2 separate regions of the Oryctolagus cuniculus genome follow, and region 2 is linked to region 1. The links are chromatin contacts, called in public Micro-C maps. All regions are on one chromosome and are shown on one strand. The core of a region is the stretch at or near the end of the contact, and the rest is flanking DNA. Distances in the headings are between cores, read along the strand shown. Region 1 holds the start of RDX (radixin). Region 2 has its middle 42 kb from the start of FDX1.

Region 1 (3,530 bases), core at 460-2,959:
CAATACAGCAATGCACAAAACAATGTATATCACCCCTAAGCCTGAGAATTAGATACTATTTAAAAGCCATACTCAAATGCTGTCTCACTCAGAGAGCCTTCAAAGTCTTCTTTATGTATTCACTCCTTACTAACGATATATCGACTGTTGGTTAAATTCCATAATTAAAAAAAAAAAAAAAGAGCAGCTAAGCAAAGAAAACAAGGTCAGTGCACTCCTTTTTGCAATACACTACTAACTTCAAAGAAAGCGTCCTGCATTTTGTGGTATTTGGAGTAAATTAGTGTGTCTGACAGATAAAGCACACTGGGGAAACCAAAGAAATCCTGAAGTTATAAAACTAATCCTGATTTTCAGTCTCTCTTCTCAAATCCAATCATGCTGTTTTGGCAAACGGATTAAGCCATTATTTATCTAGCCAAATGAACAGGGCAATTGTTTGTTCTGAGCGCCGTCCATCATATAAAAGAATGTTTGGTGTTCTAAAAAAAAAAAAATGTATGCTCCGTCAACAATAGATTGTAATGTCTATGTCGAAGTACTCGTTTGTCAAATAAGCCCTTATTATCTCAGCCTTCTTCATTTACATCACGCCGGTCTCAGGGCCACGAGACTGCGAGGGAGCGAATACTCCATCCCAAACAGCAACTGTGTTCTAAAACCCATTTACGACGAAGTGGCCTTTTCACACATTTTCAATCTCATTAAGAGAAAAACAAATACTGCGAGCGCTTAAGGAAACCTATCTGTACAGGAACTGGTGCGCTCTATTGAAACTCAAATAATGCACTGCCGCCTTTCAAAGTTCGCCCGGGAAGCGAGCTTGCAGCCCTTTAAAAAAGGGGGGGGGGGGGAGTGTAATACACTGAACTAGTCTGGTGGGGTCTACAGCTCCTAGACGTGGGGTCCTGGGCTGCGGGAGAAAGTTCAGGGCTGCGGGGCCCCGCGGCGGCGGCGGCAGCAGCAGGTAGCGCGCGGCCCGGCGGCCCGGCCTCGCGCGTGCGGCCGGCGGGAGCGGCTGCCGCCCCAAACCCTGTAATGCAACATCCCTCTGCCAGTAGGGCGGAACGCACGCTCTCTAGTAATTCAACACCCCCTGACTTTCCAACGCAAGGCCGAAGTCCCAATAAATGCCTTTCCTGCACGGCAAAATAACAATTCTGCCCTCGCTCAATGGGAGCTGCATTTTTCAAAGTACCCTCGGGACCGCGGCAGCCCGAGCCGGGGCCCAGTCCCGGCGGCGGGAACAGACCGAGGCCGACGCCGAGGGCTGACTCCACGCCCCGCCGGAGCAGAAACGTGCGGCCGCGGGGCGACTCTGGCCCGGTCCCGGCACGTTCGGGCTGGGCCTCGGGGGTCCCGCCTGCCCGGGAGCGGCCTGACCGGCCCGGCAGTCCCAACGGCGGCGGCGGGGCGCGCCAAAGGCCCTGGCGGCAGCGCGGGCCCCGCAACTTCTCGCCGCCACCTCAGCGTCTCCGGCCGAGCCCGGGAGCGGGGAGTGGGGGAAGGGAGAGCACCGGCGGCTTACCCCGAGAGGGAGCGGCTCCTGGCCGCCCGGCGTGTAGGTAAGCGCTGCGCGGCGGCGCCCCGCGGCGTGCCTACGGCAGAGAAGCAGAGACTGTGGTCCGAGCGCTGGGCAGCGGAAGAGAAGAGGCGCCGCCGCCACCGCAGACAGCTCCGCAATATGGCCGCCCGGCGCCTCCTCGGGGGAAAGGCGGGGCTGCCCCGCGCCCCCCGCCTCCCCCTGCCGGCCGCCCGGCCCCGCGCGGCGCGGCCTGAGAACCGACGCCGCCGCCACCGCCGCTGCCGCGCGCGCGGGCCGCCCCGCCCCGCCCCACCCCTCCCCTCCGGCCGTGAGCCCGAGGCCTCGCGCGGGGCGGTGCCGCGGGGGTCGCGGGCCCGGGAGGCGGGGAAACGCGAGGGGCAAAGCGGTGGGCCTGGGAGCCCCCGAGAGGAGCGGGCGAGCGCGCGCAGGAGGGGCGAGCCCTTGGCAGGGAGGACCGGGCTTGGGCGAAGCCTGCGGTTCAGGGGAGCGGAGTGCCCAGCCCAGAGCTCGGAGTGCGCCCGCCGCCTCCCCCGCGAGTGGAAACTTGAAACTCCCGCTGGTGCCAGCCGACTCGCTGAGGGCGGTGCCATCGCCCCGAGGAGGAGTTCTTCTTCCCTGGGGAGTCGGGGCGCAGCTCGGGCGTGTCTGTTGGCACCGAAGAGCCTGCACTGGGAGAGCGGACCGGGCCTACCTGCGTGGAAGCGGTGCTTTGCGACGCAGAGCGTTTAAATTGTGTTAGCAGGTTTTAACTAACCAGAAAAACTCGCTTTTTCAGGGGCAGGCTTTGAACCCCACCCATGTCTCCCTGGGTATAGCCCCAATCGGGAGTACGAATTTTGAGCCAAGCAAGGATGGTGTGTGATGATTTATTTACCCACAACATTCTTGGGCTGTGGGAAGGAGGGCCCCCAAGGAGCAGACAAACCTAAATTATTCCAGACTGGGAGGGTCCTGCGGTCATGGTGGGACCCCCTCGCTTCAGTTGCGGTCTGGGGCTAGAGAGAAAGCTCACGAGCTGTGGTTCAGGGTCCTGCCACCTACTCCAGTCCTGCTGCCTCCTCTCCGTGTTTTCTGTTAGGATTCGAAGAGCAAACAAAACTTGCAGAGCAGGTACCAACAGCAATGCACAAAACCTGATTAGCGCTGCTCTCCCTGTTCGCAACAATTTATTTAAGTGTACATTTTGTTAACAAACTTTACATTCAAATAGCAAAAGTTCAAGAGCACACTTAATTTTACAGAGCAAATAATTTATATCCTTTCTGCCTTCGCATTTGCCTTCGCTGAGATGGTGGCTTCTCCAGGAACCCTCTCTGCAAATGACTTTAACTAAGCTTTCTCTTGAGTGTCCATCGTTGCCCTTGGAGACCTCTCCTAACAATTAAACGCCCCTAGGGACTCAAGGGTTAACCTCAAAGACCTTTCAATTGCAAATTCCTCAAGGATGAAAACCAGGTGTGTGCTTTGTAACCAAACAGGTTTATGTAGTTGTTTTCTATTATTATTGTTATGCGGTTTTTAGAGACCACCAAGAAGTTACTCCCAGGCCTCTCTCAGTGCTCCCCACCCCACCCCCTGCATCAGGTTCTTGCACAACTGGTTGCAGGCGTGAAGAGTCAAAATGTAAATTCCTAAACAGAACACTAATCAGACAAAAGTATGTAAAGGCACTTCTACAACCGGAAAAAGAGTCACTATGGTTGGGCACGTGCCAGGCACTAATGTGAAACTTAAAAAAAAAAAAAAAAAGATTGATTTGAGAGAGAGGGAGAGACAGAGATCTCCCAACAGCTGGTTGACTCCCCAAATGGCCGCAACCCAGACTGGGCCAGGCCAAAGCTAGGAGTTTCGCCTGGGTCTCCTATGGGGTGGCAGGAGCTCAAGCACTTGGGCGCCTCACACTTCCTTGCCCAGGGAGCTGAAGTGGAGCCGCCAGGACTGGCACTGACATCCATGTGGGCTGCCGGCATCAGACACTGGCCCC
Region 2 (3,349 bases), core at 516-3,015, 70 kb after region 1:
GCTGTATCCCTGTGATAACCTGGCAAGAGCCACTCTCAGGGTCCCAGGGCTGTTTGGGGACTGTTTATGTAAGATAGGTGCACCGTTTCTATTAGGCACTGGGAAGTTCTTCAAGAACATTCTCTCAACTACTCTACATAAGGAAAAAGGGAGACCTTCACTCTTCCGTGGAAACCCACTTCCGCTCCACAGCTCTGCAAATGCTCTGGAACACCTGAAGCGTGGTGCCAAGGGTGTGGTAGGCACAGGGGCACAAGACTGTGTGAGGTTCGGTCCCCTGGACTGAGGGACTTTGGTTTGGTGGCGCTCATAGGCATCCCCCAACACTTCCTTAAAACGTGGACTAGAATTAGGTCATCTGGCACCAAGATATTTTAGAAGTCATCAGTTTTTTGGTGTTTCGGCAATAGCAGATCTGAGTTTGGTACGATCTGAAGCTGGAAAATTTGTGGGCCACCTAAGAAAAATAATACAAAATTGTGAATTCAAAATTAGGCATAAAGTTTTGAAAGGGATCAGCACAAATGTGTGGAGTAGGAGTGGGGTAGGGGTGTGTGTGTGTTCCTAGAGTAAAATATTCACTTTCTGCATGGTAAATCCACTTTTGATTTGAGGAATAATAAAAAGATCCTTTATCCCGAAGCTCTCCCTGAAAAGCCCTAACATGTGCTTAGCGTTTCTATCATTGTTTTCCTTCCATTGTTACAAGATTAAAAGGCTAGGGGTGGGCATGGTGACACAGCAGGTTGAGCTGCCATTTGTGATGTCCACAACCCATAATGGAGTGCCTGTTCAAGATCTAGTTATTCTATTTCTGATCCAGCTTCATGCTAATGTGCCTTGGAAGGCAGCAGAAGATGGCCCAAGTGCTTGGATTCCTGCCACCCATGTGAGAGACCGGAATAAAGTTCTTGGCTCCTGCCTTCGGCCTGGCCCAGCGCTGGCTGTTGTGGGCAATTGAGACGTGAACCAGTGGATGGAAGAGCTCCCTGTCTGTGTCTCTCCCTCTCTGCCACTCTCCTTTTCAAATAAATAAAATTAACAAATCATTTTGCTAAAAATATACATATATATGTAAAAAGAGGTTAAAAGGCATGGTAATGGAACAATTTGGGTGCCAGATATTACTTAAGCCTATACTATCTTCAATTATCTAGGGACAAAGAACACTTCAATGGCAAAGATAAAGAATGGAGGATGAACAAGGTGTTTTATTTTTTTCCAAAAGTAACCTTTTATTTAAGGAGTACACATTTCATAAGTACAACTTTAGGAATACAGAGATTCTCCCCACCACACCCGCCCTCCCACCCCCACACTCACCACACCTCTTCCTCCCTTTCCTTTTCCCAGTCCCATTCTACATTAAGATTCATTTTAAATTAACTTTACACACAGAAGACCAACTCTATACTAAATAAAGTTTTCAACAATTTGCATGAATACACACACACACACACACATACAAACTGAGAACAAGTATCACAGTTAATTCTCATAATACAACTCATTGAGGACAGAGGTCCTGCATGAGAAGTTAGTGCCCAGTGACTCCTGTTGTCAATTTAACAATTAACACTCTTGTGTATTTGTCAGTGATCACCCAAGGCATTTGACGTGAGCTGTCAAGGATATGTAAGCCTTTTGAATCCACAGTCTCTGTCAGTATTTAGACAAGGCCACAAGCAAAGTATAAATTCTCTTCCCTCTTTGGAGAAAAGTACCTCCTTCTTAGATGGCCACTTCTTTCCACTGGGGTCTCACTTACAGAAATCCTTCCTGTAGGACATTTTTTTGTCACAGTGTCTTGGCTTTTCATGCCTGAAATGCTCTCATGGGCTTTCCAGCCAGACCAGAATGCCTAAAGGCTGATTTTGAGGTCAGAGTGTTACTTAAAGCGATTGTCATTCTATGAGTCTGCTGTGTGGACTGCTTCCCATGTTGGAACATTCTCTCCTTTTAAATTCTACCTATTATTAGAAGGTGTTTTAAGATACCCCTTTTATTGCAGAGAATTTGAAAAAGCACAGAAAGCAAAACAAATTCATTTGCTGATAATTGTTACCAGCATTTGGGCAAAATGTCATCACAATCTGTTTTATATTCCCTGAATTTGTAACTTGCTTGTGTTATGCCTAATAATACTCATGAACATTTCTGGGCCAAGTATTTTGTAAATATATATTAAGCAATTTTAAGGAACTTTTTCTTATGAGAAGGAAAAATAAGACAATAGTATCATTGATCTGATCACAAAGGCTGGATATTACAACAAAATGCAGTTGCTGCCATCTAAAGGAAAAATGTTAAAAACACTGAAATGACATTTTAAGATAAATGATCTATTAAACTGAGATACTAAATCTGTGTTTTTTTTCCTTCCTTTTACCCTGTTGCTTTTGTTCCTTTAAAAAGTTATCATTTCACTGAATAATCCATTCTTAAATGAAAACAATAAAGACACATTTGTTTGCCTGTAACAAGTATAAAAATATTATGAAAAGAGAGTAAAAAGATTCAATTTTGGAAAATTGAATGTGCGCAGGGAACAGCAAGCCTTCTTCAGGGTCACTCCCCACCTGACGACAATACCTCAGCCCTGGGCACCAGGCTGGAATGCTGCAGGCCGTGAGTATTACTCCTGCAGACAAACATGCATGGAAAGACTGTGTGGGTTTGGGAAGGACACCCTGACACTCTTCCCCGCCCCTCCCAGCCTTAAAAAGCGGGGTAGGCTCTAAGACCTACAATCATCTCACTGCAGTGTAGTGCATGCAGTGGGAGGAAAGAAGACAAAGCAAGCTAGGTCTCTAATCACATTTCCCAGGGACCACAGGTCTGGCTGCTCTTCAAACTGAGCTAGAAAGAGGGCAAAATGTTCAAGTTTTCACCCTGTTTCTGGCACACCCCGAGGCAAATGGCCAACCGCTTTCATGGTGATTTCTGTGCAGGCTTTGAATAAGGACTGGAATAAAAAATATCTCCGCCTTCCTTTCAGGGATTGAAGGACACTGTGAGGATGCCAGGGTAACCGCTTTGTTCTAAAGTGTGGTCATTTCTTTCCCCCTTTCTCAGTCTTCTACTTGTGAGTCACTTTCTGCTGCAGTGCTAGGAGAGGCAAATAGCAAAGGATTATTTTTGAAAACTTGAGATTTCAATCTGGGTCTTCGATTTCTGTTCCCTCCTTAGTTTTATTCTTAATTGTGACCTTCATATGATTAAAAGAATGAATCCCATTTTTGTCCTGAGGACGAATATAGCAAGTTGCACCAGGATTTCACAGCCTACTTCTTTCACATAGGGGTCATTTTCATTTGGTTTGTTCTCCGTCACTCTTAGATTTGTTGTC

The links. A called contact is a pair of places that touch in the nucleus more often than the background predicts.
Region 2: a Micro-C map of ear pinna shows a contact between it and region 1, with 5 times the contacts expected there. The contact joins the enhancer-like site here to the promoter of RDX in region 1. A contact is called at or near these places in 2 of 6 Hi-C or Micro-C datasets (ear pinna and embryonic fibroblasts).

What each region holds. Positions count from the first base shown.
Region 1 is chr1:102,094,007-102,097,536 of mOryCun1.1, forward strand. RDX (radixin) reads right to left here and starts at 1,710. Exons shown (of 16, transcript XM_051849641.2): 1 at 1,529-1,710.
Region 2 is chr1:102,164,191-102,167,539 of mOryCun1.1, forward strand. No RefSeq gene overlaps it. Among named protein-coding and RNA genes, the nearest start is that of FDX1, 42 kb to the right of the region's middle. Within about 2 kb of position 1,766, at least 1 of the 8 cell types and tissues checked has an H3K27ac peak or open chromatin away from gene starts, as enhancers often do. A contact at or near this core is called in ear pinna, where this site is marked.